Linked DNA regions of Ovis aries: region 2 is linked to region 1. A link is a contact called in public Hi-C data. All regions are on one chromosome and are shown on one strand. Each heading gives the region's core, a stretch centred on a gene start, on an enhancer-like site or on the middle of the called end of the contact. The rest is flanking DNA. Distances are from core to core; before and after follow the strand shown. Region 1 overlaps FAM13A (family with sequence similarity 13 member A). Region 2 overlaps FAM13A (family with sequence similarity 13 member A).

Region 1 (5,575 bases), core at 2,935-5,434:
TATATCGAGAAGAATAAAATCAGATCATTTTCTCACACCATATAAAAAATAAACTCAAATTGATTAAAAACATAAATCTAAGACCCAAACCATAAAACTCCTAGGAGAAAACACAGGCAAGACACAAACTGCAGCAGTATTGTTTTGGATCTATCTCCTAAAGCAAAGGAAACAAAAGAAAAAACAAACAAATGGGGTCTAATTAAACGTAAAAGCTTCAGCATAGCAAAGGAAACCACTGAAAAAAATGAAAAGACAACCTATTAAATGGGATAAAATATCTGTAAAAGATATGCCCAGTAAGGGGTTAACATCCAGGATATATAAATAGCTCATACAATTCATTATCAATAAACACCAAATCAATTAAAAAATGGGCAAAAAGACCTGAATAGACAGACGTTCTTCCAAAGAAAACAAACATATGGCTAACAGGAATATGAAAAGATGTTCAACATCACTCATCAGTAGAGAAGTGCAGATCAAAACCACAATATGCTACCACCTCGTTCTTGTTAGAATGGCTATCATGAAAAAGACCACAAACAACAAATGTTGCTGAGGATGTGGAGAAAAGGGAAGCCTTGTACAATATTGATGAGAACTGGTGCAACCACTACGAAAAAGAGTATAGTTTTCTCAAAAAACTAAAAATAGAATTACCATTATGATCCAGCAATTTCAGTTCTAGATATACATATATCCAAAAAAATGTAAACGCTAATTTGAAAAGATACATGTAGCCCAATGTTCACAGTGGCACTATTTACTAAAGCCAAAATATGTAAGCCAACTAAGTGTCCTTCGATAGATAAATATGTATATACACATATATGTGTGTGTGTGTGTGTGTGTGTGTGTATACATATCTCAGCCATAAAATAAAATGAAATTTTGACATTTGCAACAACATGGATGAGCCTGGACAATATTATGCTTAGTGACATAAGTCAGATAGAGAAAGACAAATATTGTCTTATCACTTAAATGTGAAATTGAAAAACATAAAACAAATGAATACATGTAATAGAAACAGACTTGGAGAAATAGAGGACATCCCAGAAGCTACCAGTGAGAAGAAGGAAGAGATAAGGGGCAACACAGGTGGGGGTAGGGGATTAAGAGGCACAGATTATTACAGATAAAATAAATAAGGTACAAGGATATATTGGACAGCACAGGGAATATAGCCAATACTTTATAATAACTTTAAATGAAGTATAACATATAAACATTTTGAATCACTATGTTGTATACCTGAAACGAATATAATATTGCAAATGAACGCTACCTCAAAGAAAAACAGATGCTTAAGGACCTCTAAACAATCAATTTTAACTTCAACTATATAAAACAAATACTATTTTAGGACTCAATATTGCTTATGAGAAAGCACACTAGTGACTTTTCAGTCTCAAAGGACACTAAGCAAACACAATTTAATCAATATTCCCTACACAGAATTTAATGCCTCAGTCTTAGTACTTTGATGGCAATCACTAACTAGTCAGAAAAGAATTTCTTTGGCCCAAAAGCACCAGGGCTTTTAACTACTATGTTATTTATATATTCATATGCAAACAGTCTTAGAAATTATATTTAATAATAGCATTTCATAATCAGTTTAGTATTATTTTAGGGTAGAAGGTAAGGATCTAGAATAAGATACAAGGTGACAGTAATGGAGAAATTGCAAATATTTAAAATCTGTCAGGTGAAAAATAAAATTGCTTTAATTCCTAGAAGGATTTGGTGTACTGACCCTGAAAGAGCTGAAGGAAGCGAGGCTGCAGTGTGGAGGTGATCACACTCTCGGGCAGCTCCCTCAGGAAGAGCTTCAACAGGCTGGCAGCCGCACACACGTCCCCATCTCGCCCTAGCTCCACGGGCACCCCGCTCTCAAACTTCCATCGAAGCTGTTCCACCACCTTGACGTTGCCATTCACCCGGAAAAGGCCTTCCTGGGTGAGTCCTGAAACAGCCAAGACGACACGCAGAAAATAAACAGAGGTCTCTCACAAATACAAACTCGAAAGGACAGTAACAATCAAACCTCAGTATAAAATTTCCTGAATAATTATCAAGCACTGGAAGGTTTTCACATTTTACAAAAATGTTTTCTTAGAATAATAAGTTTTCCCATTTACTATATATCAACCCAAAACATCATATATGATTGTTGTGAAAGCTGACCTCTAAAAATAAGGTCAGGACACAACAAACACAGCACACACACTACTCTACAAAGAAATGTCATTCATATCATCTTCTACAGTATACAACAGAAATTTACTCTGGGCTCCAAAAACAGCTTATCATTTTAAGAACAACTATTTAAAAAAGAATAACACGTATGGAAGAAACTTCTTACCTGTATATGATTACCTTTGCAATTATTTGATAAAGAACTATTACTTCTTTAGTAATCAATAAATACAAACTGTAAGACCTAGAGACTGTAAAGTAGTTAAGAAAAGATCTTGGCCTTTAGCCTATTGATCTGTGATTATTAGTGTTAATTGGGGTCAGCCGAGAAGGCTTCACGGAGAAGCCTCGCATTTACTGGGGCCTTCTCCAGTGTTCTACCCTTTTTCTGTACTCTTAATTCTGTATTCTTTCTCTTAAAGAGGGCCACAAAAGGATTAAGCCTCACAACCCCAAAAAATGTAATCGATCCCTGACAAAGAGAAACCAATATATGAATAGAGAAGCTGAGAGAGGAGAACAGAGAGAAAGGTGGGCAGGTGAAAATATGAAGTGTTTAAGGCAAAGAGTCATGGGTTAATAAAATGGAAGAAATGGTAAGTATAGGGTAATGCATGTCAAGACACAGGGTAAAGACTTTATCATAATTTACCAATGGAGCATTAAATGTGTGCTTGACTGTGGGAGACAACATAAACAAGGTTGAAAGAAGACCTAGCTAGTAAGTAGAGAACGCAGAGGGCAGAGAGCTTGCCTTAGGGTGACTACAGTCTACGTAAGGCAGTAAGACAGAAACTATGGTGGGAAGGGAGTGGCAAGGAAAGAATAAAGATGATTTGGGAACTTGGTACATACAAAGAAAACAGAGAAGTGGAGAAGGCTGAAAAGGAACTTTAATATTTGAAAACTAGGGATTCAGGGAAAAGTACTGTAAAGAATGAGGTGGGGAGGGGGTTGTGGTGGAAGGGTGGCAGCTGGTTTGAGGTAGAGGACAATGATTTCCAGCTCAGTGTGCTGGGTTCAAGGAGACAAAGTACCATGAGAGCAAGTGAGTCAGATGGTGGGGGAATGCTGGAGGTGTGAGAAACAATCCAAGAATAACCCATGGACTCAACTCGCCACTGTCTTTTTGAGAGTCCAGTGGTGAATTTCAGCCAACAACCGAAGCACCGAAGCCTGTCTGAATTACTTAGACGGCAGGTGTCTGTGCCTATCAGCCTTGGTGTCTCTCTTTCCTCTAACTGTATTTCTCTTTCTAAAGAAAAAGAGAGCTAATTTCATTTTGCTTTGTAATTTGAGAAGACATTTATGAATCCTTTAATTCAGCAAAGTGCCCTGCAGTATGTTAGGTACTAAAACAAAAAACCAACTCTGAGAAAAAAACTTCAAATACCACCAGGATCCTTATGGAATTTGTCATCTGGTAAGATGTTTTTGTACTTCTACATATACACGTATTATTGGATTACAAAGAACACAAGTATCAAAAATTGATATGAATTTTAGCTCAATTTTGACAAAAATTTGTGGAACCGGAGATGATATTTAAAATATTTCACAATTGGTATGGCTAGGCCACCATGTAATAGAGGAGACACCAGGCTGTTTGTGAGCTAGGCAGCTTCTCGACAGGCCCTAGTGACTGACCCTCACCTCTTGGTATCCATACCGTGTGGAATCCTCTCCCCTCCTCGAGTGTGGTCTGGACCTAGTGATTAGCTTCTGAACAAGAGAAAGTGATGAGGTTGCAACCTCACTTCTGAGATTAGATTATAAGACTGTGATGTCTACATTGCTTGCTTGCGTTCTCTCTCTGACTGTTCTTGTTTGCTCACTATGATGAATCAGCTGTTATTTTGTGAGCTCCCTTACAGAAAGGTCCACGTGGCAAGGAACTGAGGGCAGTTTCTGGACAAGTCAGTGAGTAACCCAGACCCTCAGGTCAACAGGCCACAAGGAACCGGATCCTGCCAACAGCCACATGAATGAGCTTGGACATGAACTTTTACCCAGTCAAGTCCTGATATGAATGGTAACCTCAGCCAACACCATGACTGCAGCCTTAAAAGAGACCTTAAAACAGAGGACATAACTAAGCTGTGTCCGAATTTCTAACCCATAGGAACTGTGGGATAATAAACAGTTTTAAGCTACTATGTTTTGGGGTCATCTGTTTTGCACCAACAGATAACTCATGTGATATGCCACTTGCTTTAATACTGCAGAGTATCAGTTACTACAGGGAGACTTCAGCTTAGTCATTTTTAAAGTCTTCAAAGTCTGTTTCCTCTACAAAGCTTCATTTATAACTTCAGAAACATATTCTGGCATCAAGCAGATAGCGCCCCAAAAAAGAGAATCCCATTCCTGGTCAAGGCCCAAATTCTGAAGATACATAACTTGACAATATAGTCCTCTATCTACCCAGCTTGAGAGCCTGCTTTTGGCCCAGCAAATGCCCCTGGATCTGATTTCACAGTAATTTTCTAGCTTTGACCTGAGGTTCCCTCTTCCAACAAGGTTTTCTGACCCTTCTCTCAAATAAATGTACTTTCAGTTAGTGAAAAATAACTAGCTAGCTCCAAGAACTGGCTTTAGTCTTAAACATTCCTGATCCCTGTGGACCTTAATAAAGGACAGAGAAGCTACAAATAGAAATCACCAAAGTCAATGCTTCTCAACCATTTTTCCTGCCCTGATTCCACTTATTTGCAGAACTCTCCCCTCAGGAACTTTTCTCACCCAAACAACTCGAAGGATACTTAGTGACTTTCCAATCAGGACACAGCTATTTTACTCTGGCAAAAAGAATCCATATAGTTTTTTAAAGTCCCTTATGAACTTATATACTATACCCATATGAAACTTACCAGACAATACAGTCTCTAATGTTTCCTATTATAAATTTTTAGGAAATGATTACAACAGAAACGTTCAGAGGGAGGAGATGTTTAGAAAGCTTTATGGAGTTACTCTCGTACATTTGAGGTTCTGTCACATTTGATTTCATGAGATGTAGATTAATCATAATGAAACATCAATTTAATGGATTAGCAATGCCAAAAAATAACGTGTATACAGCACTGACAGCTACAACTGAAGTATTTATTAAAAAATCTAATGAATACATGTATGATCGTATGAATCCATCAACAGAAACTGAACATGCCAGAAGTCAGAATTTTTCATATTAGCACACTGGCCTAGACAGTCATATGACAATACGTATGCATATTCTGACATCTGGTGGTAAGTAGAGAATCCTACACTATTTAAATATCCCACAGCATCTTCATGTTAAAGTAGAAACAATCCAGTAACACAGTAAACAAGATCAGTTATTTTAAAATAACTGATCAGTATAAACATG
Region 2 (5,103 bases), core at 431-2,930, 200 kb before region 1:
GTAATGTAAACACTACACTTTTTGTAGGGTACTGTGAACCCAGAAAAGGATATGTTCGGGCAAGGCAATGTTTGAATACGGGCTTGCCACATACTCTATCTGTTTGTTCTGGCTTGAGAGCAGGAAAAGAAATTTTTTTCACTTCATTGCAAACCCAAAGCTTTGTGTGGAGCTTAAAGAAAATTTTGGTTTAGTCACAAAACTGTTTTCAAGGCAGCTGGAAGCTTTCATTTGTCTCTGAGATTCTTGTTCAGCAAAGTGCTATTTATCATTATTACAGATACAGCAAGATCGCCTTCGGGAGGCAGCAATTTAGAACGTAATATACAGTAAGTTTCTTTTTTGAGTGGGTTGATATTAATGGATAAGAGAATATTTTTAGAACATCAGCAAACACATTGAAATATTTCCTAATCTTTGGCTCTGAAACAAACACAAAGGAATAGGTGATACCTGCCAGAGGGAATAGGAAATTTTTTTTTTTAACTAATTTTTTTCAATTATTACCCTGGTAGCTCAGACGGTAAAGAATCTGCCTGCAGTGCAGGAGACCTGGGTTCAATCCCTGGTTTGGGAAGATCCCTTGGAGAAGGGAATGGCTACCCACTCTAGTATTATTGCCAGGAGAATCCCAAGGACAGAGGAGCCTGGCAGGCTACAGCCCATGGGGTTGCAAAGACTCAGACACAACTTAGCAACTAACACTTTCACTTTACAACCATTCTTAATGGCTTGCTATAACAAGGTGCCACAGATGGGGTGGCTTCAACAACAGAAACACTGACTTCTCACATTTCCAGAGGTTGGAAGCCTGAGATCAGGGTGCCAGCACGGTCAGGTTCTGCTGAGAGCTCTCTCTGGCGTGCAGACTGCCATCTCCTTGCTGTACCTCCACCTGGATGGGGTTGGTGGACGGGGAGACTGTGCTCTGGTACTTTTATCTCCTCGTAAGGGCACCAATCCTATCATGGGAGTCCCACCTCCATGAGCTCATGCAAACCTAATTATTCCCAAAGGTCCCACTTTAACATACCATCACCCTAGGGACTAAAGCTCTAGTATATGAATTTGAATAGTTTTATCATTTACAAAGAACTATAATATTCTTTAACTACAAAATTTCCCCTCTAAGTAAGTATGTTAGGCATTATCACCCCTACTTCATAGGTAAAGAAAATGACTTGCCCAAATTCACATGGCTAACTCACTGTCAGTGTCTGGATATCTGGATACGTTTCTTGACGGCGCGTTTACTATCTTTCATTGCTTTCCCCACTGTTATCTGCTGACTCTCTAGTACCTCTTCTTTTTTACCCAGTACTTTAGACAGGGTGATCTCTCTAAAACTTAAGAATAACCGTCACTTTAATTCACACTAGCTTCTTGGTTTGGGGTAAACAGCAAATATTTAGGCTTCAGAGCCACTGCAACCATCTCATGACAGCAGAGCCCATGGAGGTCTCCCTTGTTCTCACTCGTTCTCATTACTACCAAATGCAGACCACACTGGTGATGAAATCAAAGTTCAGATACTCAACCCCAGAAGGGTTAACCCAGACTGGAGGTAAGGCAGCTTTTAACTCCCTCTGAGACTGAGGTGGGTCATAGAAGGGAAGGCTGGGGAGGCTGAGTGCTATCAAAGTGCAAACAAGTTTGGAATAGCATGAGTTTTCAGATAAATTAACCTAAGGCGTCACCACCACAAACAGTAGAGGGCTCTCTAACATCACACAGGAGATTCACAAGCTGGCCCATTATTGCCGGGGTTGTTCCTTGGTTAAGTCCCCCATCATCCCAAGTGACCAACGTTTACTTGTTTGCAAAAGAATATTCCGAAAACCGATACTTAGAAAGGCCAAATGGATTCTGTTGATAAGAGGTTCAGTGACATTTTCCCATGCTGGGTCACTAATATATGTTAATTAATACTGTCACTATAAATCTTAAAGAGCCACTGCAATTTGCAATTTGGTATATTTCACCATCATGAAATAAATATTCAATAATGTATATTGAATATCATAATTTGCTTGATGAAGTAATGAAAAGAGAGTTATACTGACATTATTCATCTCAGTTTCCCACTTTCATAAATAAATCAAATGGAAAAAGGGATGTGAAAGCAGATGACGATGCATTAAAATCAAAGGAATCTAGACTAGTCATTAGTGCACTTAACTTCATCTTCCATCATTAGTTTTTGTGGCCATAAGATGAGTTAGTGACTATCTGAAAGTTAGCCTAGCAAATCAAAATACTGCTGTGAAGTTGAGAGCTTTGTCATGGACATAAGAGTGAGTAAAGGCTATTTCTTAGCTCACTGAAATCTTCTACATATAAAATGGAGATCCTCACCATTTTGGAGGTGAGGCTCCAAACATCCAAGGAAAAAAATACAATGGAATATGAATCACGAAAGGAGCTTGAGGTATAAGTGAAGTCTAGAGTCTAATAAACTATCTCTTTAGTGACAGAAAGTAAATTTGTTGTTGTTTAGTCGCTAAGTCTTGTCTGATTCTTTTGTGACCCCATGGATTGTAGCCTTCCAGGCTCCTCTGTCCACAAGATTTTCCAGGCAAGAATACTGAAGTAGATTGCCACTTCTTTCTCCACGGGATCTTCCCAACCAAGGAAATGAACTCGCATCTCCTGCACTGGTAGGCGAATTCTTTACCACTGAGCTCACCAGGTAAGCGTCTTTAGCACTGAGCCACCAGGTAAACCCTGAAGGTAAATTTAGTACCTGAGAAAAAACTTCTTTCAATTCTTTATATAGTTTCTCTACTTAATTCTAATATTATTCTATTTCCTTGGGAGCACTTTTTTAGTTGGCAAGAATATCAATACAATGCTATACAGTACAAATAATTTAGTATTTCTGAAAATAACTGGAATAATTTAACCATCTCAATAGATGTACTATAAGTTCTATCATTAGTTTAAGTCATTTTGCAGTGAACTTTAAGAACTGAGTTCTTTACAGAGGATCAAATTTTAAACATTCAGCCTTTGCAGTTTTTCTAAAAATGGTGTTTCAACATAGTCACTTCCATCCTGGAGAAAGTCTGCAAATTATGTTAAGTTATAAACAGATAGTAAAACACATTGAAGGGAACCAAAGTATTTTACTTCATTCTTAGCCTTCAATCTGTTATTCTCATCTTAGTTACTGATTAGCAGTAACAAATTTATCTTCTATACACTTTCACAACATGCTAAGAAAGGCTAAAAAGTCTCTCATGGGAATTATAAGCTAAGCAGACACTGGGGAACAAACATGCCCTCTAAAAAGATCATACACTTATATGAGGTTAAATAAAACATAGGGTAATATTATCCATGCAGGTACATCTCTATTATTATGTTAATTATAATGTCCATTACCAAATCCACCACAAGTATTGTAATTGTCTGGTCATGTGTCTGCGTCCTCACTAGCATGTGAGCTCTCTGAAGCAGAACTATGTCTTCATTCCCTTAGTATCACTGGCAATACAGAGTAGTATTTGGTCATAAAGAAAACATTAAAAAACACTGTAAGTATCTTTTAATAGGTAACACTGACCGTCTAGTAAATGAAAACATCAATTAAGACAAAGACACTTCACATAAGGTCCTGATATTCAATGTGTATTTGGGGATGTTGAGTAGTATTGTGTTAGTATCTTATATATACCTGCTGTCAATGGCTTTATGTAAGTTATAATCATTAACTAGAGTTTAGATCAGTGTTTCTCTGAGTGTGTGGACCATTTGTACCATATTTACTTTCAGGAAGCTTGTTAAAATGTTGATACTTCCCTGTCACACCCAGATTCAGATTCAGTAAGTCTAGGGAAAGAGAGGAGCAACAAGACACTGATTTTAAAATAAGTTCCCTAGGTAATTCTCATGCAGCTAAAGTATGAGAAGCACTGGGCTCTCTGCTCAATACAAACATGAGTGAGCATGAGTTTCTCTTAACTGGTATTTAAAGTTATTCTTTCCCTCATCCACTGTTAATTCAACTTCTAGCCCCTCAGTGTTCTTAAATAGAATGGAGCAATGCATTCAGCCCACAACTCAAGACTCTGCAACTTTCCTGCTCCAGGCCGGATAACAGTGGAGGTGGCTGCCAACAGTCATCTCCACTAGAGGTCACAGAAATCCTTAGTCAAAGACACTGTACTGGGCTTGGAAGAAGCAATTATGTGTAGGAACCAGAAAGCTTTCTACACAAGTGCTTAACTTCCCTTAACAAAGAGAACCACACAAGCCTACCTGTTCCTTGCCTTCAAGATGTGTTTGATCACAGGCAGGCACAGGCTGACGTGAGGATTGTAAGTCAACCAAATTAAATCCGCAGACATAGGGAGACAGTGAATAAAGTGATCAGCAATCTTGAATGCAAATTCACATTATTCCTCTTACATAGGTTTATTAGGACTAAGGACTAATAATTTTGGAAGAAATTACGCTGATTCTATTTTAGCTTTCATCAACTTAACTCCCTAAACAATATTTTAGCAGAATACAGATCTATTTTCTTAACAGTTATTATATCATTGTGCAGCTTACTACAGAGTTCAGTTCTAGAAAGGATGTGCTTAAGACACTTAAGAACTGACACCATTATAAGAAAAAATAAGCCCCCAGCTTTAAAGCTGGAAACCACATCAAGAGTCCAAAAATTGTACATTCGTTTTTAGTCTTCAAAATGCATGCCCTTCCCACTGAATTAATATAGACAAATTTTAGATCTATCCATTGATCAATTTCTGCTCCCTTAGGTTATCAATTTTAGAAAAGGAATTCCAGGGACATCCGCATCAAGTTCCATTACAGTGCAGCTGTCATCACAGTGAAAGAAAAACACTTACACTGTTTTATCTCACAGGGTACATCTGCAGGAACCATTTTGCAAATGAACACTCAACTTTGGTTTACCTTATTTTCATATTACAACATGACCGTCTGGTAAAATGGTTTTTAAAAAAGAAATTCATTTTTTGTCTAGGTTTTCCTCTTATGGATAAACCGTATTTACTATGTGACTTTTAAAATCACTTCCATTAATAAAACTCTCTATAGTCTTCTTAGAGGAAGCATTTACATAGAATCAAA

What was found. A called contact is a pair of places that touch in the nucleus more often than the background predicts.
Region 2: a Hi-C map of liver shows a contact between it and region 1, with 5 times the contacts expected there. The contact joins two enhancer-like sites. A contact is called at or near these places in 9 of 16 Hi-C or Micro-C datasets (liver, mesenteric adipose tissue, mixed tissues and 5 more).

What each region holds. Positions count from the first base shown.
Region 1 is chr6:36,400,135-36,405,709 of ARS-UI_Ramb_v3.0, reverse strand. FAM13A (family with sequence similarity 13 member A) reads right to left here. Exons shown (of 24, transcript XM_060416890.1): 3 at 1,763-1,972. Among named protein-coding and RNA genes, the nearest start is that of FAM13A, 49 kb to the right of the region's middle. Within about 2 kb of position 4,184, at least 14 of the 54 cell types and tissues checked have an H3K27ac peak or open chromatin away from gene starts, as enhancers often do. A contact at or near this core is called in liver, where this site is marked.
Region 2 is chr6:36,596,763-36,601,865 of ARS-UI_Ramb_v3.0, reverse strand. All of the region lies in intron 8 of FAM13A (family with sequence similarity 13 member A), which reads right to left. Among named protein-coding and RNA genes, the nearest start is that of NAP1L5, 140 kb to the left of the region's middle. Within about 2 kb of position 1,680, at least 8 of the 54 cell types and tissues checked have an H3K27ac peak or open chromatin away from gene starts, as enhancers often do. A contact at or near this core is called in liver, where this site is marked.